Regions from separate parts of the Sus scrofa genome. Here regions 1, 2 and 3 are each linked to region 4. The links are chromatin contacts, called in public HiChIP or PLAC-seq maps. All regions are on one chromosome and are shown on one strand. The core of a region is the stretch at or near the end of the contact, and the rest is flanking DNA. Distances in the headings are between cores, read along the strand shown.

Region 1 (6,032 bases), core at 2,134-4,633, 170 kb before region 4:
ACGACCGTTTTGTAATATATAGAAATATTACATCGCTATGCTGTACTGTGTTGTAACGAACCCCCCTGGTACCCATGAGGACACGGTTCAATCCCTGGCCTTGCCCAGTGGGTTAAGTGTGTAGGTCACAGACGCACACTTCACCCACGTTCCCGCGTTGCTGTGGCTGTGGCCTAGGCCGGTGGCTACAGGTCCGATTTAACCCCTGGCCTGGGAATTTCCATATGCCATGGGTATGGCCCAGAGGGAGAAAAAAAAAAAAAAAAAAAAGAAAACCAAAGAACATATTCATGTATTCTGGGTAGGCAAGGATGGCTTAAGCAAAATATAAAATGTGCAAATCATAAAAGAAAAAGGTTAATACATTTAACTACATTTAAAACAAAAACTTGTATTAAAAATCCCATAAAGTAAAAATGAAGACAATCCCCAGAGTCGGGGATGTGTTGCACTTATAAACAACAAGGTCTTGGTGTCCGTAATATAAAAGGAGCCCCTATAAATGTAAACTATAAAAAAAGAGACGTGGACCAACTGAAAAAAGTGGACAAAGGACTTAAATAGGCAATTTTCAGAAGAATGATCAATGTAGACATAAAATATGCTCCATTACCAGTAATCAAGGAAATGCACAATGAAATGAAAGCTATACCATTTCCCGCCTGTATTTTTGTTAAAATTTGAAATGTCTGACAACCAATTCTTGTTGAGTTTGTAGAAAAAGGGGAGACTTCCCTCTGCCTGTTGCAGAGTAAGTCGATTCCACCACTTGGGACACTATCTGGTTGAATTCTGCCTGAACGTTTATACTCGCCGCCTGTGTTCGGGAGGCACAGGAGGGCTCACTGTGGAGCAGTAACGATAGCGAGGCCACCTCTGGCCCATCAGTGGAGTACTATTTGGCATTGAAAATTGGTGAAGTAGACTTGCCCGAAACACCGTGGACAAATCCAACAATGTCGATTAACAGAAAATACTAACGAGGTCTGATATGCTACTATTTTACATGAAGTTTGAATACACGCAAAAACCAAACTGCTGTTTAGGGGTGTCTACCTATGTGATGAAAGTAAAGGGACGTAGACTGAGATGACAGACACTGCAGTCGAGGTGGCGGTATCCTCTGAGAGGGAGAGGCAGAGAGAGATCCTAAAAGGACCTACTTTATTTCTTAAGGTGGGGGAGAGAGTTACCTTATTATCCTTTCTGTCTTTTCATTGACAGAGCATCATTGGAGCTTAAAAAGTCAGTTGTTATTTGATAAAAAGAGACGTACAGATTCATTCAGAAATGTTAGCATCACGGGAAGCGTGCATTTCCTTTTCATGCCTGTACCAATGTCGCTTGATGGCCGTGGTACATGCAAAGAAGGGGAGGCTTTCTGGACGGTGGACAGATGGCCCTTCCGAGACGCAAAGTGGGTGAAAGTAAACCAAGTGTGGTTTTCCAAGTCAAACTTTTTCAAGGATGTAATCCTTACTTGAATGTAAACTATCTTTTAAAAACATCATTGTACCATATAAGCTGTTACCTGCCTCAGAATTTAGATTCACACACACACACACACGTGCTGATTTTTTGAACACAGTGAAGTATCACTATATATAATGGTTTATTTCTGCTCTCGTCAATTCAGCATGCTGCATAAATTGTTCTTGATGAGTTCTCTACAAAGGAGATAGTAGGAATGCGTCCCTTACTCTGTAGCCTTTTGTGAATCTAGCACAGCAGGATTCACAAAAGATGCAATGGCTACTTGTCCTCTTTTTGGAATTTACAGAAGGTTTTATTGGTCGTTATCTTTTTCTAGAGTGCTAAGAATAATGGAAATAGCATCTTTTAGTTTTATAGTAACTCAGAAGAGAGAGTTCATTCTAGTTTACTGAGTATTATGGTCTGTACTTAGGTTTATCCAGGGCAGCGCCTGATTCTCGACTCAGCAAAGGGCCTTAGGAGACAAATCTTCCTTTAAGGGATTCGTAGTTTATGTTTGCCTAATTGTATAAGATGTGAAACATGGAAGGAGGTTGTTGTACAGATTTGATGTGTGCTAGCTGTATCCTACCTATTCATGGCTTCAAAATTAATAAGCTTCTCTAGAGATGAGAATAAATATTAAAGGCCAAGACAGATTTGTGGCCTCAGCTGTCTTTTTCAAGGGCGCTGAATTAATCATTCAGATATTCTAGTTGATAGTTGAATGGGGAGGGGTTGTTTTTTTAAGACATCTGACAAAAATGAAATTTCCAACTTGGTTTGAAGAAGAAAAAATCAAAGCCTGAGTAAAACCTTATCCCCAAAGCCTCTTTTTCTCCCTTTGAGACAAAGATGTATGATTTTCCCCAAGGGATAAACAAAAGCCTTTCTCAGCTCAACAGATTTAGTCTGGGAGACACAAATTCCACTTGACATTCTCTGATTTTATCCTAGAAATATTTTTAAATCCATCAGACCTGATCAGGTAGGAGGGTTTCTGTGTACAAGGACGCACGCTACACTGTGCCGAAACAGGGTAGAAGAGACGCGGTTTTCTTCTCCAGGACCAACGGCCTTTACGTCCTCAAGTTTTAGAAATGGAGAACGAACCCTGTGTTGTGGACCTGTGACAACCCCATGTGGGTGACTCCATGGCTCTTTTCGCTCTTTTTCTGATGAATCCATCCAGTCCTTGGTTAACACTGTCTTTGATCTCAAGGAATGAACCAAAGACAGGGCAGCGCCCTGAGTCACTTCCAAAAGACAGCCTTCCTCTCTCGGTCAGGCTTCTCAGATGAACTCAGAGACTGTCTGAATCTTTTGTGTTAATGGTCAGCTCAGTGTAAAGCCTCCCACTCACTGGCCACCACTTCCTCTAGTACTCCAGTTCCGACCACTCATCACCCCGGGAGGGCCTCCAGTCCCACGAGCCTCCGCCTTTTCACTGCCCACCTTCTGTGTCCATGTGCCTCTCCTTTATTGGGCTTGGATTCTACAGTCCATCACCCGAGCAATGCCCTTGCCCCTCCTCTCTGCATTGAGCTCACCCCCAAAACTTCAGCCTGGTTAAATCTATTTTTCTGCCTACTCGCTACCCACAACCATGCAACTGAATTTGACTAGACAGCCGTGCTGACTGATCCGCCCCTAGTTTATTTCTGTAACTCCAAGGGTCACACGGTGCTGCCCAGTGGCCCATTCGCCACGTAGTTATCTCCTCCCTGTCCTGTGACCTCGCTGCTCTCTTGCTGCTTCATCTTTTCCACCGGCCCACATTGGTGATGTGTTTCCCATCTTTAAAAAGGAAAGCCTTTATTTGATCCTTCATTCCTTTCCAGCTCCTGTCTCATTGTTCTGCTTCCCTTTATAGCAGAACTCCTCAAACAAAAGGCATTTACTGTCTTCATTTCTTCGCTTTCCACTCTTCTGAGTTCGCTCCCATTAAGCTTTTGCCCCACCACTCCCCTCCAGGCAGGGTCCCAGTGATTCATCCAGACCAGCCTTCCTACAGGATGTGGTCTTGGTGATCACTCTGTCCTCCTAGAAGCTCTTTCCTTAATTGGCTTCTGGTCCAGCATCCCTCCTACCTCCTGGGTCACTAGTCACCTCTCCTGCTCCTTCTCTTCCTGCCTTCTAAAGGCTTTGCAACCGTTCTCTTTGGCTCCGCCTTCAATGATTATAGACCCATGGTTGCAAATAGTTATATGCCAAACCCCCCAGCTATAAGGGAACAGAAACTTCTGTACTTGGTACCCTTCCACACCTTGCCTTATGTACCTCTTCCCCTGGCAGTTCATCTGTATCCTTTATAAAAACTGGTAATTTATATAATTCTGTTAATTCCCAAATTTATATCCCTTGCCCCAACCTGGATTTACACAGAAATCTAGAATTGTATATTTCCACCTGTATTTATGATTTTTCTCCTTGGAAGTCTAATAGGCATCTCAAACTTAACATGCCCTAAGTTTACTCTCTACCCATTCCCCTCCCCCCCAAAAAAATACATCATCAATGAAGCTAAATCATGATGTAACATTTTACCCAGCTTTATTTTTCTTCATAACTTTTGTTACTACCTGACCTCACATCACAAATCTATATATTTTCCTTCTTCATTCATTGGAATATAATCTCATGTCAACACAGTCTCTTTTGGGTTTTTTTTTTTGGGTTTTTTGTTTGTTTGTTTTTCTCTTTAGGGCCTTACTCATGGCACATGGAGGTTCCTAGGCTAGGGGTCTAATGGAAGCTACAGCTGCCAGCCACAGCAACTCCAGATCTGAGCTGCATCTACAACCTACACCTCAGCTCATTGCAATGCCGGATCCTTAACCCACTGAGCGAGGCCTGCAACCTCATGGTTCTTAGTCAGATTCATTTCTGCTGCGCCATGATGGAAACTCCCAACAGGGTCTCTTTTGTATATTCATTTCTCATATGAGGCAGAGTAATGGTTCACAAAGATGTCCATTGCCTCATCCCCAGAATATGTGAATACGTTTCCTTATGTGGCAGAAGGGGTTTAGCAAATGGGATGAAGTTAAGGATTTTGAAATGGGGAGATGATCCTAGATTTGTGGTCCAGTGCAATCACAAAAGGTCCTTACAGGGGAAGGAGGGAGGCATGGGAGTTAGAGAAGAAGGTATGACAGGGGGAGAAGAGGTTGGAGTGCTACAGCCTTGAGCCATGCAGGTAGGCAGCCTTGAGGAGCTGAAAAAGGAAAGGACAGATTCACCCCTAGAGCCTCCAAAGGAACACAGCTCTGCTGACACTTTGATTTTAACGCTGTAAAATCTTTGTGGACCTTCAGAACCTTAAGGTGATAGGTTTGTGTTGTTGGATTCAGTTTGCTAATATTTTGTGAGAATTTTGCATCTATATTCATCAAAGAAATTAGTCTGTAATTTTCCTTTTTCGCAGTCTTTGTGGTTTGGTATCAGGGTGATGGGGACTCCATAAACTGTACTTTGGAATGTTCTCTCTTCTTTAATCTTTTGGAAGAGTTTGAAAAGGATCAATATAAGTTTTTGTATGTTTGAATTCACTGTGAAGCCATCTGGTCCTGGATTTTTTTCAACTCTATTTTTCTCCCTATTGTATATGTTCAGAGCGAAAGTGAAGTCCTTATAACCTGTAGCAGTAAGGATATATCAGCCATTCAGATTCATTCTGTTCACGTGGTAAGGCTGTATTTTCCATCTATGAGATGGCAGCCATGGACATATCCACGGAGAACTTCAGGGTGGTGATTGCTCTGCCACCCATTTGGAGGAAGTGGTCCCCTGGAAAACTGTAAGCTCCTTGAAGGAAGGTACCATGTCTGACTTGTTCTTTGTTGCAGCTTCAGTGCTTACCATAAGAGGCTGTCTTTTGTTAAATGGATCAATAAATTTTATCATTGCCCTACTCCAAGTGTCTGCAAAGAAATAAGAGGTAAGGGAATACATGTGATTTCTCCCTTTTGTGGACTACCAAAGCATTTGTTCTTCTCCTACAGTCATTTGTTTGCTTGTGTTTCTTATTTATTCACTTCCAGTGATGTGCCGGGCACTGCAGGGGATCTAGGTCTTGCTCTGTCTTAATTCTCTCCCCACATAGAGAATCCTCCTTGCTTGCAGGCATCATGTTTTATGCACATTTAACACTGATAAATGCTTAGCATCGTGTCAGCATTCAGTACATTCACCTAAAAGAGGAACATTAGCAACTTTGAAGGAGAAGGAAACCTCAGTATATTGGGAGCAGCAGGTACTGTAGCCTCATTTGCTAGACTTTTAATAACCCAGAATCTTAAATATATTTTTCCTTTTCAGCTTTTTTTTAAATTTCATGAATGACCTAAGCTGTCCATATTGCTCTTTCCCTGTACAAACAGGATGCAAAGGCAGGCTTGGTCAGTGGGAAAGAATCTGCTAATATCTAGAGTCCAATACCTTTGTGAAACTGGAGGATAGATCCATCCATTGGCTAATGTGGGATGGCGATCTTGTATCTTTCCCTCTCTCTGCCTTTCTATTCATCTCTGTGTGTCATATGATAGTAATTTTTTATT
Region 2 (6,136 bases), core at 2,553-5,052, 190 kb after region 4:
ACACAAGAGATGTATCAAAGTGTTATATATTTAAGTATTAAATACAGGGCAGAAAAACGGTTTCCTATGAATTCAATGGAAGGAGAAACCCTTTGTAGGTTGAATGACATCCCTGTTGTTCTTCCTCCTTTTTTTTTTTTTTTTATTCTTTTTCCCCTCTCCCTTTCTTTCTTGCCTTCCTTCTGTAATTATGTACTAGTCTCTGTGTGCCAGGATGCATGCCAACAACCAGGAATATAGTGGTTAGCAGAAATAGATGGCTATTAACCCTCCCCAACATAATTATAATAGTAATAAGTGCTCTTGAGAAAACATACTCCATAAAAGGGCATAAAGAAGGCTGAATGGCATAGAGGAGATCTTCCTGGAGAGTTTGTTAAACTGATACCTGAAGCATAATGAGAAGACAGAACAGATTCCTGAAGGAGGAGTAGGTGTGGACAGATGGTGAGAGGCAGGGGAGGACATGTGAGCCTCACTAAATGAAGTGACGAAAGACAAAGACAGGAAAACTCCCATAGGACAGAACAGAGGATTCATCTGATCCATAATGAGAACATCGGTTGCTATGATATTGTTTTTTCAATTAATCTATATAAAAATCTTTCCTGACACCATTAAAATCCATCCGTTCTTCATATCCTACTAGCCATTGTGGTGGTTTCTGTAGGATTTATAGGCTGTCTATTTTTCCTTTTTAAACTTTGCTTTATCAGGTAATTAATTTAGACCACACTCACTTGGAATTATTTTGACACATTTTAGTTCAAATAGATAGATCGCAATATACTTGAAAGAAAATACAACTGCTTTTCTTTCCATCTCTTCTGTATTTTACCTTTTAATTCAGATAGATCTTACATGAAATTAGTGAGGCTGCACTGAAGCTCCTGAAACAACTCTGACCTTTTTAATACGGCAATTTCCATGGCAACCCTTTCCAATCATTGGTGTAAGTATGGCTACAAGACTGTTTCTTACTGGATGCCTTGGTTAGTTGGGGCCAAAGATTTGGACGTAACCTTGTTACTACTGGTGGCAGATGTCCAGGCACAAAATATCTTGATGCTGATGTTTCTTCCTTCTATATTTAACAAATGGGCTTACTGAACTTCCTTCAGTGCCCACCAGCCAATGAGCAGGAAGCGGAATATGATAGGTCCTGGGTGAATCATAACAGTTATTCTAAGGTTGCAGGATTCTTTCCTGCTTTTCCTTTGCCCAAACCCAAGAGGCAGTGTTGTTGGGAAAAAAATCACAAAGCAAAGATGACTGATTCAGAATTCAGAAACCTCAAGTGGGCACTCAGAACTGCTCAGGAATCCTATTAAGTTTCTCCATCTCTGTGAGATGACTGTACTATATCATCTCCTTTTCCTCAAACCTCCCACGCATCCTTCTCATGACCAGACTCATACTTCATTGAGAAACTAGAAGTCATTGAAAATGAACTCACTCATCTTCCCACCACAAAACCTGCCAGTTTGGTGCATCTCCATCCTAATTCTCCTTTCTCCGCAATGAAGGAAGTGCTGCTCCTCTTCTAAGAAGGGATATGTTTCCACTTTGGCTTTGGATTCTGCTGCCTCTTGCATTAGAAAGACTTTGCTCCTTGAGTTATTCATGCTGTCTCTCAGCAGCAACATCTTACCGTTCATTTAATCATTCCTTTATTTTACAAGCATGCTGTAGTATTTTCCCTCTTCTAAGACTTTTTTTTTTTTTTTTTTGGTGGGTAACCATATATATTACTTCAGTTCCTGCCTTATTTTTCTATTCCCCTTTAGAAACAAATTCCAAGTTTATAACTGAACAGACTACTTCTACCTTCTCATCTTTCTTCCATTCTTCAACACAGTCCAATGGGCTGTTGGCATTTCTCACAGGTTATCCCAAGGTCTTTATCATATCTTTTCTCTAAATTTTCTTCTTGCTCATATCAGTCATTTCCACTGTTTTAAATGTCATGTGTTGAATTGTAGTAACTTATTTCTTGCTTTTTTATTTGCATAAATAATGAACATTACATACTCAAACTTCCCAACAACAATGAGCTCCTTTGTTCTCATTTGATTTGAGAACTCTTCATCTAGTTGATCAAGATAAAATTTAAGATCTAATATTTTTCTTTTTAAAAATTTAATTGAGGTGAAATGCATGTAACATAAAAACGACAAATTTTACAGTGAACAATTCAGTGGCATTTAGTATAATCACAATGTTATTTCTCTAACAAGTTCCAAAATATTTTCCTTAAACCAAAAGGAATCCTTATACCCATCAAGCAGTTACTCCCCCATTCTCTCCTCCTCCTAACTCCTGGGAACCATCAAAATGCTACCCCTCTCTATGGATTAATTTATGCTGGATATTTCACATAAATCAATCATACATTATGTGATCTTTTGTGTCTTGCTTCTCTCACCTAGGATCATCTTTGAAGGTTCATCTACATAGTAGCATGTTTCAATGTTTCATTCCTTTTGGTGGCTAGATAATATGTCAGTGTATGTATACATCACAGTTTGCTTATCCATTCATTATTGAGAAACATTTGGGTTATTGCTGCCTTTTGGTTATTTTGAAAAGTCTCAGATCCATTCTTGATCTGGTTTCTCCTCACTTTCATTTCCAGTCCATCAGGAAGTACATTTTATTTATGCCCAGACATTATCTTAATCCAGTTCCTTCCGACACCCCCAATTCTGCCCTCCTATTTCAGACTTTCAGATTTTCTATGCTATATTACTACATACACTCTTTCAGTGCATCTTTCTGCTACCACTTTTTCTTGTCCATTGTCCACACGTTATCAGGAGCAACAACTTTTTAAAAGTGAAAATCAAGGAGTTCCCGTCGTGGCGCAGTGGTTAATGAATCCGACTAGGAATCATGAGGTTGTAGGTTCAGTCCCTGGCCTTGCTCAGTGGGTTAAGGATCCGGCGTTGCCGTGAGCTGTGGGGTAGGTCGCAGACACAGCTTGGATCTAGTGTTGCTGTGGCTCTGGCATAGGCCAGCGGCTATAGCTCTGATTCGACCCCTAGCCTGGGAACCTGCATATGCCACAGAAGTGGGCCTAGAAACAAGGCAAAAAGACAAAAAAAAAAAAAAAAAAAAAAAAAAAAAAAAAGAAAGAAAATGAAGAGTTCCCTGGTGGTCAAATGGTTAGGTTCAGGGCTTTCACCACTGTGGATCAGGTTCAATCCTGGCCTAAGAACTGTGATCTCACATCAAGCTGCTGCATTTCATGGCAAAAAAAAAAAAAAAAAAAAAAAAAAAAAAAAAAAAAAAAAAAATCACATATTGTCTTAGTTTGAGCTTTTAAACAAAGAGCCATAGACAGGTTGCCTTACAAACAACAGAAATTTATTTCTCACACTTTTGGAGAACATAAGTCCAAGTTTAGGGGATCAGCATGGTTGGGTTCTGGTGCGAAACCCTTTTGCAGGTTGCAACTGTGATTTTCTCAGTGTACTCACACAGGAGAAAATGGGGAGAGAACTCTCTGAGGCCTATTTTATAAGAGCACCAATTCCATTTATGAGGGGTCCACCCTTTTGTCAGTTCCCCATGAAATAATTCCTTTAAACTTCAAAACAGTGGAGTAGATACTATTATTATTGCTCTTTTCAGATGAGCAAACAAAGCACCTTGCTCAGGGTCACCCAGTTAACACATGGTTGAGCCAAGAGTTAAACTTCAGTAATCTGGCTCTCCTCTGATTGTTGTGCTAGACTGTCTAAATCACATATGCCTTTCTCCTTCAGAAAGTTGTTCAATGGTTTCCTATTCTACCAACAATATGAGTCATGACCCAAAGACCGGCATGAGCTGGCCCTGGACTATTTTTCCACCCTCATCTTGCAACTCTCCTCGTTACTCATTCTTCTTAGTGATCTCTTCCCTCGGGACCGTCAACACACTAAATTTCCTACTGCCCTCAGGTCTACGCACATCCTCTTCCCTCAGCTGAAAACATTCAATCCTCATTCCATCCTTCATGTCTCAGCTTAAATGACAACTCTTCCAGGTGCCTATTTCTGCCACAAATATCCGCTGCTCCTTCTCTCTGATTTTAAAGAATTACTCAAAGCTAGCATTTCGATGTGCAATTATGCTGTTTTTTATTTGTTTGGTGGTCATTTTTTGTTAAACCTCTAGAATAAAAGCCTCTTGAAGTCAAGGACTATGTTTTTATTTATACATTTGTCCTTGTCATAATTATTATAACCCCTGAATTTATCACAGGTTCTGGTATAGGCTGGATTAATGAGTGAAAGGCTCTGATTCTATACTATGAAGGAAAAAGTGAATTAACCTATCTAGATTTTTATTTTTGTCTTTGAATAGCTCAATATCCCTTCCTTTGCCTTCTTACCTTCCCCCTCCCCGACCTTCAGTGGAGAAAAGAAAAAGAAACTGCCCTTAGTTCCAGATGTTGCTAAATGATTGTCAACATTATTGCTCTGAGCAGGCAATGGTTGAATTCCTCACTTGATCCCAGGGAAGATTAAGCAGAACTTGTCCAAACAAAATGCAGCCTAGCAACATCTGGTGTCTTTGTGGTGGGGTTGGAAGTGCATGCTGGTTGGTGGCTCCTTGTTTCCCCTCCACATCTCTATTTTTTTTAAGTGATAACACTTGGAGTTATTAGAGCAGACACCTGGCACATTGGTCAGGCAGTACAGATTTACCTTATAATCAGTCCGTCAGGGAGATGAAGATAACACCATGCAACAATGTGACAATTGTACAACTGCAGGAAGAAGACAATACCCAGACTGTGATGACAACCCACATTCTGCCAACACTGTAGAAAATGAGTCCGAAAAGTGCCTACTCCAAGCTCTCCCACATGAGTCCGTTCCCAAAGAAATACTCGCCTCTTAATTCTCAGAGAATGCCACTAGGAAGATGAAGAGCTAGAGCTCTGTGAAGTGTCCTGAGATGTAGCTCTCTGCTACACTTACCTTAAACGTACAGAGTTGCTGCTCCTTAGGATAATCAGGAAAATGGAGGGCTTAGAAGTCATGACAGTTGTCTTTTATTGGCTGCTAGAGGATTTACATGCAATTCTAACCATCTCAAAAAGTAGCAATGACCTTTCCTTCATGTCAGATAAGGAAACTTGAAGTTTCAAGATATTAGCCAACTTGTCTTTTGCCATTTGACTAGGTATGTGGAAAAGCTAGAATTCTTACCCATATCTGAACGACTATAAAGCCTTAGTGATAACTGGATGACACAAATGCTTTCAAGATTAAACGCTATTAATTACAAATAATTTAAATACTAAATACACATATGTAAATATATATATGTAAAGTTAAACCTCAAATGGGATGCATTGCATATCATTAGCAATGGTCTGTTGTGTCCTTAAAACATATTTGAGTTCTTGGTTAACTATTTTAGTTATGAGATGAATAGCTATTATAGATTGAGGGTGTCTCCTGTCCCAGGTGCAATGCTATCTGTGTTACCTTCCTTATCATTATGAAAACTCTACAAGAGGGATACTATGATTATATTCCTATCCTACTATCCTAGGAAGAGAAAGCTGAGGTTAAAGAGGTTAGTTAGCTCTACCAGCTACAAAGTGGCAGAGGCTGGAAAGTCGAACTCCCAAACCATGCCCATAATCATGTTAACATGCCTTCTATGCTTTAACTGTGATCACGCAGCTTTCCACTTGCTCCTAGAATTTAAGCAGATGTTATCTGTAGATTCTGGGAGAGTCAACATGGATGGTTCTGCAACTTCTTGTCACAATATCAAGGACTAACTATATGTCTTTCACACAGCCATTGCAATGGCATGGACAAGTTGAAGGCAGTATGATTCTGGATAATTTCCTACAGTAATGGAATATCTGCTGGGCATGATGCATTACACAAGGAACAATTCATTGGCAAATGGAAAAGATGTGGGAATCGTAGGCTCTGTTTGCAACCAGTTCAGGAAGAAAAAAATTAAGTGTGAAAGAGCTGGTGAGTAATTAATTAGCAAGAATTTAATTTCAAAGGAGTTATAGCACTGGTTCAATGGGTATAGGTGTACTGAATGCAAAAAAAAAAAAAATACACTCTAGGAGCTGGCACATGAGGTTTGATCAGGTGTCTGAAAATTGTAAGAT
Region 3 (5,612 bases), core at 2,982-5,481, 130 kb after region 4:
GACTTGACTGGTGTAGTCTTTGGGGTGATGGCTCTGTTTCCCCTTCTGCCATCAGTTCGGAATGCTGAGGAAAGACTGTGAGGGCTAGAAAAGAGGATGAGTAGCCACTGAGGAGATGGAAATTGAATGAAGCAGCAAAAGAGTCTTTCCTATTCTTTGCTCAATTTTCTGGAACCCCTCAATGACACTGCTTCATTTCCTCTGACTGAGCATTTTTACACAAGGACCGAATTGTATTGTTCCCTCGTCTGCAGGTAAACCACTTTGTTTTTAAAGCGCTTCTTCATTGTGCATTTCAGGGGTGTCTTTTCTGATTGCCATTGTGACATTTTGCATGGAATGGCTAACCTAATCAAGAGGGTCTCCCAGATTAGGTTTTTTCCTGTTAATCAGAAGTGTGTTTTTTACTCTTACGCTATTAGGATTAATCTCTTTGAAAAACACTGAGTTTAAGTATTTACTAGGCATATCTTCAACTCACATCCTTTCAGTTTCACCATTAACTGAGTTAATCTTTGGATAGGGTGAAATGCCATCAATTTCAACAGAGGACTTTGCAATCTCTTTCATTTGTTTTAGTCCAACAGTTTTCCTCCTGACTGGGGTAAATGATCACTAGGTCCCGCAGTAAAATTCTTTGGCTCTGCTGAACTGGAAAGCTTTGACTTTTGTTTGCACTCCTGGTTTATGTTTTCTTTGCCATTATTCTTTTACATTTTCTGAAGTAATTGGAAAATACTGTTTTGTAATAGAAAGAACATAGGACAAGGCATCTGGAAATCTAGAATGTAGTCTCATAAACCAATGAACAAATACCCTCTTTATGTTTCAGATTAAGTGGGATTTGCTTTGCCTTCTTTTCTGCCATTATGGTGTAGGTTACAGGAGGCGATTTAGTCTCAGGCTTGGAAGAACCTTACAGGGTACTTTATCACAATCTCTACGGTAAGATACCCTTTAGAACATCTTTCATTAGTGGTTGTCTGCTTTTGCTCGAACATCTTCAGACATGAAAATTTCACTTAATGGAAAGCAATAATTGCTAATTACACATTATTTTTAGAGGTAGGGGGAAACTCAACCCAAGATTGCTTCTCATAATGCACTTGGATATTCTTTGAGACATCAACCACCAATGTAACAAGATACCGTTGCCATTGATCGAAGGTCATCACAGGTGGTGATGACTTGGGGAAGACTGGAGTGCTTCTTTTCCCAGTGAAAGTTTCACTCTTTACTATTTGTGGAATCAGGACTTGTCAGCCTTTTCCCCCATGATTTAACACATTCATATTTTTTTAAAATCTGTTTTATCATATGGAGATAGGGGTGCCCCTTCTAAAGGTAAAAAAAATTGACAAGTGAGTCAAGAAAATTGTTGGTTAACACTTTAGAAAAAGAGTAAAGAGAAAGGGGGAAGAAAAGAATAACAAAGGGAGAGATGAGGAGGAAACATGAGAGAAGAAAAATGTACAAAGGAAAAGGTGGGAAAGAAAAAAAATAGAAAAATGCGAAATGTCTCTTATATGTCAGGTTGGCCCGCCCATCAGTGCTGCAATGAGAAACACTTGGAGGTGCAGTTCTCTGTGTGACCCTCTGGTTTGAGTGGCCACACCCCTCTGTTCCAATCTTCAAAAAACTCTGTTTCCATGTTACTAAACCTTGGTATTTATGGATGCTCATTTCCACTCCTTTTGCATAACAGGAAGAGAGCTGAGTAATTCTATCCATACTCTTCTTAGCCTCCCACTGTAAAGGTGTTGCCTGGCATAAGCTTGTAGCATGAAAAGTAGCCACAATTAAAAATGGTCATATTTTTCTATGATAAAATGATATTTACTTGAAAATCTAGTACATAAGCTTGAAATTCTGTTCATTTTTAGTAGTTCCATTGTTAGCCAGAATTGTTAAATTCTACAACCCCTTTGTCATGAAAGGAACTGTTGTTTTTTGACAGAGTGTTGATAAGCACGTTACTGGTACAGGACACTTCAAAGTTATCGACCACTTCTCTTTTCTGTGAATCTTTGTGGTTGGAAGAACTGCTATACATTTCCCATGGCTTACCTTTCTGGGCACGTCTTAGGAGGAAAAGTTACTTTTTCTTGGGTGGAATCATTTAGTTATGGTTTAAATTATCTGGTGCTATATCCACCCATCCATCTATTTATTCATACATTACTCTTCATTCCTTTTCAAAAGGACTATGATTTTTTTTTTTTTTGATGCCCTTTAAGCTTGTTGAGATTTAGCCCTTCTGTGTTTTATCTAGTGATCCAACATGGACAGTTTGCTGCTTCTCTCTTTTATTATAAATGATCTTTGGGGTTAGAAGACAAACTATTACATTTACAATGGATAAGCAATGAGGTCCTACTATATACCACAGGGAACTGTATCCAGTCTCTTAGGATAGAACATGATGGAAGATCATATAAAAAAAAAGGAATATATATATAAAACTGGGTCACTTTGCTGTATAGCAGAAATTGGAACAACATTATAATCAACTATACTTCAATAAAAAATTCAAATAAAAAGAAACAAATAAATGATTGCTCTATAGTTTGAACTTTTGAGCAAGAATAGTTTGTACAAGCTTAAAGAGTACTAATTCTAATTCATTCATTCCTTCTTTTGAGGTACACTTACTGGCTGTTTTTTGTGTGACAGACACAAGTAAGATACAAAGACGTACAAGATAATATTTTGTATGCTTAATGAGCTTCGAGGTTTCATGTTAGCGGTGTGAAAACTGTTAATTATGAAATGATAAAGTGAGAACAATTAAAAAATGAACACAAGATTCGATGGAACACAGGAAAGTAATTAACATGGATTTAAAGTGAACATTTTCGACAGAGATAACGCTGAAGCAGGGATTTGAAGGATTTTAAGTGATGACTCCAAAGGGCAAAGGGCTTTTCTAGAAGAAACACCGTGGCCATTATGCACAGAGGCAAGAGAGAACATGATGTGTTTGGAGAAAGACAAGAAGGCTAGAGTGATTGGAGTGCTGTCTGCACATGTAGATGGAAAATAAAACCTGACCTTTTACATCCTGCTGTACACTAAAATTTTTATCCCTTAGGTAGTGAGGAGCCATTGCAGTAATGAAGAAGCATTGTTCTACCCGAGACCATGCCCTTATTAGATCTGTGTTTTTGAAAGGTAACAATTGACATTGTGGCAGATGAAATGACAAAAAGAGAGGCAAAATAGCCAGTTCATTTAGTTGCTATGAAGGAGAGATGCTGAGGATAGAATTGAGGCAGAATCAGCGGGGAAAATGGACTCAAGAGATATTGAGGAGGTGGACTTTTTACCTAATTAAATATAGGTAGTGGAAGAGGGGTAGGTGTGTCCCTTGATTACAGAGTAGAGTGGGGGCTGAAGAAATGAAAAAAGGGAATGCAAGTGGGTAGACTTGAGAAAGGAGAGAACTGAGTTCAACTTGGATATGCTGAGTTCAAGATACTGATTGGCTATCTAGGTGGAGACGCCCAGGAGTCAGTAGTTTGATTATTGCTTAATTGTCAACCCAACTGGTGTATTCATCTCCATATTCTACCTCTACATCACTGCAAATAAAAGCAAATAATTTCTTGAAACATACTTCTTCCTTTTTTGTCCTCTGTAGGCACAAATAGGAGGATCGCTTTTTCTGTTCCTACTCCCGGCATTTCTGTGTTCAGGTCTCCCCTCCAGCAAAGAGGATTAGCAGAGTCTACTGCCCCCACAAAGTGCGGGCAGATTTGGAGAGCCTGGGAGTATCAGGGTCAGAGGTGTATGCAAGTGTGTTCCACATATCTATAAAGAGCTATAAGTAAAATATTCATGTAGTGGTTTTAATGCATGTACCCAAATTATTTGACTTTTCATACATAATATGAAGTCTAATCTGCCTCCCCTTGAATATAGGCTGGCTGTAGTGACTAACTTCTGGCAAAGAGAAAGTGGCAGGAGTGATGCTGCATGCCTTCAGAGGCTAAGTCATAAGTGGTGACTCAGCTTTTTCCAGGCTCCTTCCATCTCTCAGGACATTCACCTTGGGAGTCCCAAGCTAGTATGTAGCAGTCCAGTAACCCTGAAACTGTCATACTGGAGAGACCATGCAGAGAGTCCACACAGACACACAGAAGCTAAGATTTTCTCCACCAATTCTGTCTGATGCATCAGTTTTTTCCCCATACCACCAAGCAATTCTGCAATACCAGCTGGGTGTGTTACAATTCCACTTACTTCTGACACTATCTACCCAGAGATAGCAGCAGACTCTATGGGTTAAGACTTCAGTCCTACAAGACTGCTTCCCCTTCCCATTTGAGAAGTCAATCACAAGTCCAGTTTATCACCTGTGCTTCTGACAAACTGACTATAGAGTGGAGATTCTAATGAGTTCAACGCTTAGGGTTCAACTTATTTGCTAGAGCAGCTCACACAACTCAGAGAAACATTTTACTCACTAGACTATTAGTTTATTATCAAAGGATATAACTCAGGAACAGCCAGATGGAAGAGATGTGTAGGGTAAGGTGTACAGGAAGGATCTTGGAGCTTCTTCACTCTCTGGGTTTGCTGCTTTTTTCAAATCTCCACATGTTCACCAACCAAGAAGCTCTCCAAACCCTGTCCTTTTGGGATTTTATGGAAGCTTCATTACACAGGCATGATTGATTAAATTTTGTCTACTGATGATTGAACTCAATCTTCAGGCCTTCTTCTCTTCCAGATGTTGGGGCGAGACTGAAAGTTCTAACTCTCAAATCAAAGTGGGTTCCCCTAGCAACCAGCCTCCTTCCTTAGATGCTTTATAAAAGTCATTTATTAACATAATGAAAGGACCCTATACTGCTCTCCTCACAGGAAACTCCAAGGATCTTAGGAGCTCTGTGCCAGGAATGGGAAGAAGACCATATATATAGTTTTTTTTTTTTTTTTTTTGTCTTTTCTATTTTTAGGGCCGCACTCATGGCATATGGAGGTTCCCAGGCTAGGGATCCAATCGGATCCTATGCCACAGCCACAGCAACACCATATCTGAGCCTCGTCTGTGACCTACACCACAGCTCACGGCAATGCCGGATCCTTAACCCACTGAGCAAGGCCAGGGATCGAACCCGCAACCTCAAGGTTCCTAGTCGGATTCGTTTCCACTGAGCCACGAAAGGAACTCCCTATAGTTCTTATTATAAATCACAATGTCACAGAAGCCTAGTGGTGTAGCCCTCTGTTTGAGTCTTCCAGCATCAACCATCAGAACTATGAGAAAAATTGCAGAAGAGCCCAGCCCCTGGCTGCAAAATTTCCCTGCTGACACTCTGGAAATAGAGCAGTTCTTGCTGAGCCCTGACCAAGTTTCAGCGTCATGAGAAAAATGCATTTTTCTATAATTTTAATTTTTTAATGATATTTTTTCCTAATGGCTAGTTTAGTTTAGTTTAGCTAGTTTACAGCGTTCTGTCAATTTTCTACTGTACAGCAAAGTGACCCAGTCACACATACATATATACATTCTAATTTTAAACTGTTAATTTGGGGATGGTTACATTACACTTGATAATTAAACACTTTATGAAGCCATGATCCATCATAATCTAAGCTAAGAAGTA
Region 4 (5,688 bases), core at 3,058-5,557:
AGCTGGGAGTCCAAGCCACAGTTGTCTCCTGAGTGTCTGCTGTTGTACCACGAACATGCTGGACTAGCAGGCTAAGATTCTGCCCTGGGTGCTAGGACATGACCTGGCCAGCCTTTTAGCCTCCCTGGGTCACGTGGTCCCTTCAGCACAGCGTGGGAGTAATCTCGGCATGGGTCAGGGAAACCGTCTTTTCCAGTCTTTGAAAAAGCATGACGTGCTATCCAAACATAAAGCAAGAGTTTTCAAAAAACTCTGAAACAAGAGTGCCCATAAAATTTATTTCCTAATTTAGAATATTTAGAATCCAGCAGTCCTGTCCAATAGAACATTCTGTGATGCTAGTATTCTAAATTAGTGCTGGCCAGTACAGTAGCTCCTTGTCACATGTGGCCGTCAAGCAGTTGACAGGGAGCTAAAACACCGAATTTTAAGTTGTATTGGCTTTTAACTAACTTAAATTGCTACATATTGCTAGCGGTTGCTTTAATGCATGGTGAATAAAGTTGGATGACGTCACACACAGATATGGATTCTGAACAACTAGTTCATTTTTGTTTATTAGAGTGTAGTTGATTTACAGTGTTGAGTCAATTTCAGTAGTACAGCATGGTGACCCAGTCATACATAGCTTTACATTCTTTTTCTCATACCATCGTCCATCATATTCTACCCCAAGAGACTAGACATAGTTCCCTGTGCTGTACAGTAGGACCCCACTGCTTATTCATTCTAAATGTAAGAGTTTGTAAGAGTTCATTACCCCCCCCCCCCGCAACTACAAGTCTGTTCTTTCCTGTCCGTGGTCAGTTTCCATTCTGTAGATGGGATCATTTGTGTCCCATTTTACATCCCACATATAAGTGAGGTCATACGCTATTTGCATTTCTCTTTCTCTGACTTTACTCAGTATGAGAATCTCTAGTTGCATCCATGTTGCTGCAAGTGGCCTTCTTTCATTCTTTTGTATGGCTGAGTAGTATTCCATCATACACATGCACCACATCTTCTTAATCCATTCATCTGTGGATGGACATTTAGGTTGTTTCTGTGTCTTGGCTAGTTTTTTTCTATATACTATAGGCATGATAATTAATCCTTGATGATGTAGCCAATAAATGGAAATGGGTGATTTATACTTCCCTTAGTCCTCGTATCTCTGAGTTACATGTGCTAGATTTCTTATTTTAAGTGAACTCAGGGTATTTTAACTTCTCCTGACTCCAGGTGGGCTTTCAATCAATAATCCAAAAAAATCAATGAAAACATATGCAATCAATATTTGTAGAATGAATATACCTGGTGTAATGAGTACATCTTGGAAATACACCTTCCCCTGGCTGGGCTTTTTTATCTGTATATATGAGGGAATTGAGGGAATTGCGAGCCCCAGGCTTACATTGAGGCGGAAAGACATCCAATATGTGGTCACTTCTGCTACAGCCCGCAGTGAGGCTGAAATAGATGTTAGTTTCCCTTCCCCTACCCCGAGAGAAAATTCTGCTTGTGAAAGAGCGAGCTCAGTACCCATGTAAGTAGCCTGTGTGGCTTAGTGTTCATTACTGCTGGGGCTCCTTGCAGCTGCCATTCCATTCTTTGGTTCATAGGCTGTATGTTTAGCTCACCCATTGGGAGAATCTTTGTGCAAATTAGTTTGCATTTGCTTTTGTGATGTTTAAAAATATCAAGCCAGAGGGAGGATTCTCTTCTCCCCACAATGTGATCTTCCCCCATCCGAAAATGACTCATTGTAAAATACATTTAATTGAGAGACTCTTCATTTCTGTAAATATAACAAATCCAACTTCTCTGAACTAACCATATGACTTTTCTTTTTTTTTTTTTTTGATTCATGCATTTTACAGTTAACTGGAAGAGAAGGCTACTCTTTTCTCCTATCCCCTCGGCGTGGGTGGGAAGTTGTGAATCAGCACAGCTATAAATCTCCAGAAAAAAACTTATATTAGCACCGTCACTACAGACATTCTTAGCTTTGTGACTCAGTGGGACGTTTTTCTTCAGCACTATAGTCTTAATCACCTACTTTCTGGAAATGAACAACGAAAAAAGAGAGAAAACAGAACTAACAGAAGTTCTAACAAACTTAAAAAGGACTCCCTTGACCTCAATCCAAATTGAGGCTGTCCTTATCAATGTGTGGAAATTCCTGTTCCGTGGACATAGAATGTAAGGCTTTGATTCTATCTGGCTGAGTAAAGAGCTGTACATTTGCTTTATTCTGACTGCTTAGATTTTGGGAAAAAGAACAGTTCCCCTGGGGTGGGGGGAGAACAGCTCCTGAAGCCCTGAGGGAGGATTTGCCTTTGATCTTATCCCTCTGCTTTTTCTTTTTAACTCAAGGTTAACCTTAGATTCAGGTCCCTCTTTGTCTTTAGACAGATTCTATAATCATTTTCAAAGTGAGAGTGTAAGCAATGTTTCCAAAAGGTCACCATGATGAGATTAAAACACTGCAAACGGACATTTAAGATATTTCCCTCTTATTCCTTTGATTTTAGGTCAGGCATTATTAATAAAAATTGGACATAGTAATAACTTTGTCACTGTTTTAAACTAGTTTTTAACGAAGAGAAAAGAAAGAAGGTACAGTGATAAACCACCATAGGATTTTTCATATAGAAGAGAATCATCAGGAATAGACTAACAACTAGATTAGAATATAACTAGCAATCTAAATGTCATCGTGCAAGACCTTTTTAACACATGAACCTGTTAAAAGTTTTAAAGAATTATGGTGAACCACATACAATCACTATGGAAAACAGTATGGAGGTACCTCGGAAAACTAAATACAGAACTACCATATGACCCAGCAATCCCACTCCTGGGCATCTATCCAGACAAACTTTTATTGAAAAAGATACATGCACCCCTCTGTTCAAGGCAGCACTATTCACAATAGCCAAGACATGGAAACAACCTAAATGTCCTTTGACGGATGACTGGATTAAGAAGATGTGGTACATATGCACAATGGAATACTACTCAGCCATAAAAAGAACATGGATGGAACTAGAGACTCTCATACTAGGTGAAGTAAGTCAGAAAGAGAGACAGATACCATATGATATCACATATCTGGAATCTAATATACAGTACAAATGACTATTTCTACAGAAAAGAAACAAACTCATGGATTTGGAGAACAGACTTGTGGTTGCCGAGGGGCCGGGGGAGGGACTGGGATGGACTGGGAGTTTGGGGTTAGTAGATGCAAACTGTTGCATCTGGAGTGGATAAGCAATGAGATCTTTCTGTATAGCAGAGGGAACTATATCTACTCACATGCGATGGAGGGTAATGTGACACAAAGAGAATATATATATATATATATATATATACACATATATATACACACACACACACGCATGCACACACACACACATATACACACACACACATATATATGACTGGGTCACTTTGCTGCACAGCAGAAACTGCAAAACAATGTAAATCAACTACAATAGAAAAAATAAAAACCTAAAAACATAAGAATTATGGTGAACCATAAATGGAACAAAAAGCCCGCTAGAGGAGGTGTCAGGAAGATTGAGTTCTCACTTGAGTTCTGTTGTTAACCATTTCTATGATCTTCATAGAATACTTCTTGATCTCTTTCCTCACCTGTGAAATAATACATTAGAGGAGTTCCCGTCGTGGCTCCGTGGTTGACGAATCTGACTAGGAACCATGAGGTTGCGGGTTCAATCCCTGGCCTTGCTCAGTGGATTAAGGATCCGGCGTTGCCGTGAGCTGTGGTGTAGGCTGGCGGCTACAGCTCTGATTCGACCCCTAGCCTGGGAACCTCCATATGCCATGGGAGCCGCCCAAGAAATGGCAAAAAGACAAAAAAAAAAAAAAAAAGAAAGAAAAGAAATAATATGTTAGAGCTCCAGAATCTATGGCTCAGAGGATGCCATTTTGTATGATTCTGTAGAAGCATATATGTAGCTTTTGTAAATAGAAATAAAAGTGCAAGGGGCTCCTTGTCAGTAGGTTATGCTCTCAGGATTAAGCTGTGGTTTCGGTAAGGGATTTGATCCAGTCCACCTACATGTTCTCTTACGTGGTTCTTCTTGGAGACAGGGCAGACAATTCTCTTTCCCACTTGTGACGAGGCATTCTGTCTATGAGTATTGTTAACTTTGGTCTCCCTGGCATTCGCCTTGAAATGATTAAATGAATAATGTGGCAAGTGCGGTTGCCACAGAGTTTATACCCAATAATGGCCCCAAAGAGTTACACATGGCTGCTCCTTGACCCAGTAAAATGCAGTTATAAAAATCCACCAGGCAATTGGAAGCTGTCAAAAGTCATTTCTCAATGAGTCATTTGTCTCTGTTAACAAGAATGAGTTAGGGACAAGTGGAAAATATTTGTTATTTTAAGGCAGCTAAATTTCAACAGATGAGCAAAAAGTTGTCATTCCACACTTATGAATAACAGTTGGTTATTTTGAAACCAACAGCCCTTGCTTCCTTCAGGCGTGCTTATGAATGCTTATCACTCAGACAACTTGTTAGTTACCAGTTTCCCAAAGCAGAGACGGAGAACCACCCTCTGCTACGGATGCGAAGCCGGAAAATGGGGGGATGCAGGAGGAGAGTCAGGTATAATCAGACTGGAGGAGCCCAGCCTGGATTTTGCTCTTTTCCCAAGCCCCTCTTTCATCTGTAAAGTGAAGTTGTTTTTAGAGACTCCCTCAAGATCACGTCTGCTCTAAATATCTGTGACTTATGAACTCAGTGGCCTTAAGTAAGTGGTAAAATCTCAGTATCTTCCTGTTGATTCATTTGTTTGTAATAAACTTTAATCAACACATGATATCCCTAACTATGTAGTTACGGATACTTGGCTTTGTGATGTGGGCAAGATAAACTCCTGACTTCTGCATATTAAATTATTCTTAATTAGCAATTGAAGTACATTCATCAGATAATTGCTCACCGTTTGAAATCTTTATCTATAGAAGGGTTATTGACCTGTTTTCCATTGGAGATGAACTTTGTAAGCTTTCTGTGAGTGTGAGATAAGAGTCTACGAGCATGTACATATTCTAAAGAAAATACAGGAGAAAAAGACTCTTAGAAAATCTCAACTCTTCTCGTATGAATAATCATATTCTCCGCAGCTTAACAGTCTAGAAATCTTTTTATTTTTTTTTTAAAGTACTGGACTGAAGATTCCGAGGGAGCCAATGGCTATAAGCCATAGTGCTATGGCAGTTAATGTGTAACATACAGCTTCCTGGTGAATGGATCAGAAATAACTCCATTACACTTAAAAAGGCAGTTTATTTGCCAGGTTTTATGTGTACAATTATGAAAGGGTTTTCAGCATTTAGAGTCCAACCCTTGGAATTATTGCAGAGAGCCTCGTCATAGCTATAGCTGTACAGAGGCCAAGATCCCCTGGGGAGGGTGAAATAGCCAAAGACTACCACGTTGGCTGAGCAAACACTTCCTGCTTTCTCTAAGGTGACTGATTATTCCAAAAGGCTGGGACTACCTGAGAGATAGCTGTGGTGAGAGAGCTACCAGGTTAATAAAGAAGGGATTCAGGCATAGGCCCTGGGGTGAAAGGTTAAGAGGCATGGTTTACATAGAAGCTTTATTTAGTTATCACTCAGAGGTCTGTTCAAGGAAACTGTCTTGCGCAATAATTAAGATC

Evidence for each region. HiChIP or PLAC-seq counts read pairs in DNA pulled down with a chosen protein or histone mark.
Region 1: an H3K27ac HiChIP or PLAC-seq map of alveolar macrophages shows a contact between it and region 4. The contact joins two enhancer-like sites. A contact is called at or near these places in 3 of 47 Hi-C or Micro-C datasets (alveolar macrophages, retroperitoneal adipose tissue and subcutaneous adipose tissue) and 1 of 2 datasets of contacts at active chromatin or transcription factors (alveolar macrophages).
Region 2: a contact with region 4 is called in an H3K27ac HiChIP or PLAC-seq map of alveolar macrophages. The contact joins two enhancer-like sites. A contact is called at or near these places in 5 of 47 Hi-C or Micro-C datasets (embryonic fibroblasts, epiblast stem cells, heart right ventricle and 1 more) and 1 of 2 datasets of contacts at active chromatin or transcription factors (alveolar macrophages).
Region 3: a contact with region 4 is called in an H3K27ac HiChIP or PLAC-seq map of alveolar macrophages. The contact joins two enhancer-like sites. A contact is called at or near these places in 2 of 47 Hi-C or Micro-C datasets (epiblast stem cells and liver) and 1 of 2 datasets of contacts at active chromatin or transcription factors (alveolar macrophages).

Annotation. Positions count from the first base shown.
Region 1 is chr5:93,204,093-93,210,124 of Sscrofa11.1, forward strand. The region is part of intron 10 of POC1B (POC1 centriolar protein homolog B); the gene reads left to right. Among named protein-coding and RNA genes, the nearest start is that of GALNT4, 74 kb to the left of the region's middle. Within about 2 kb of position 3,384, at least 6 of the 83 cell types and tissues checked have an H3K27ac peak or open chromatin away from gene starts, as enhancers often do. A contact at or near this core is called in alveolar macrophages, where this site is marked.
Region 2 is chr5:93,565,984-93,572,119 of Sscrofa11.1, forward strand. It overlaps the pseudogene LOC100523905. Among named protein-coding and RNA genes, the nearest start is that of DUSP6, 270 kb to the left of the region's middle. Within about 2 kb of position 3,803, at least 9 of the 83 cell types and tissues checked have an H3K27ac peak or open chromatin away from gene starts, as enhancers often do. A contact at or near this core is called in alveolar macrophages, where this site is marked.
Region 3 is chr5:93,509,475-93,515,086 of Sscrofa11.1, forward strand. No RefSeq gene overlaps it. Among named protein-coding and RNA genes, the nearest start is that of DUSP6, 210 kb to the left of the region's middle. Within about 2 kb of position 4,232, at least 2 of the 83 cell types and tissues checked have an H3K27ac peak or open chromatin away from gene starts, as enhancers often do. A contact at or near this core is called in alveolar macrophages, where this site is marked.
Region 4 is chr5:93,375,319-93,381,006 of Sscrofa11.1, forward strand. The region is part of intron 2 of LOC110260804 (a long non-coding RNA gene); the gene reads right to left. Among named protein-coding and RNA genes, the nearest start is that of DUSP6, 75 kb to the left of the region's middle. Within about 2 kb of position 4,308, at least 30 of the 83 cell types and tissues checked have an H3K27ac peak or open chromatin away from gene starts, as enhancers often do. A contact at or near this core is called in alveolar macrophages, where this site is marked.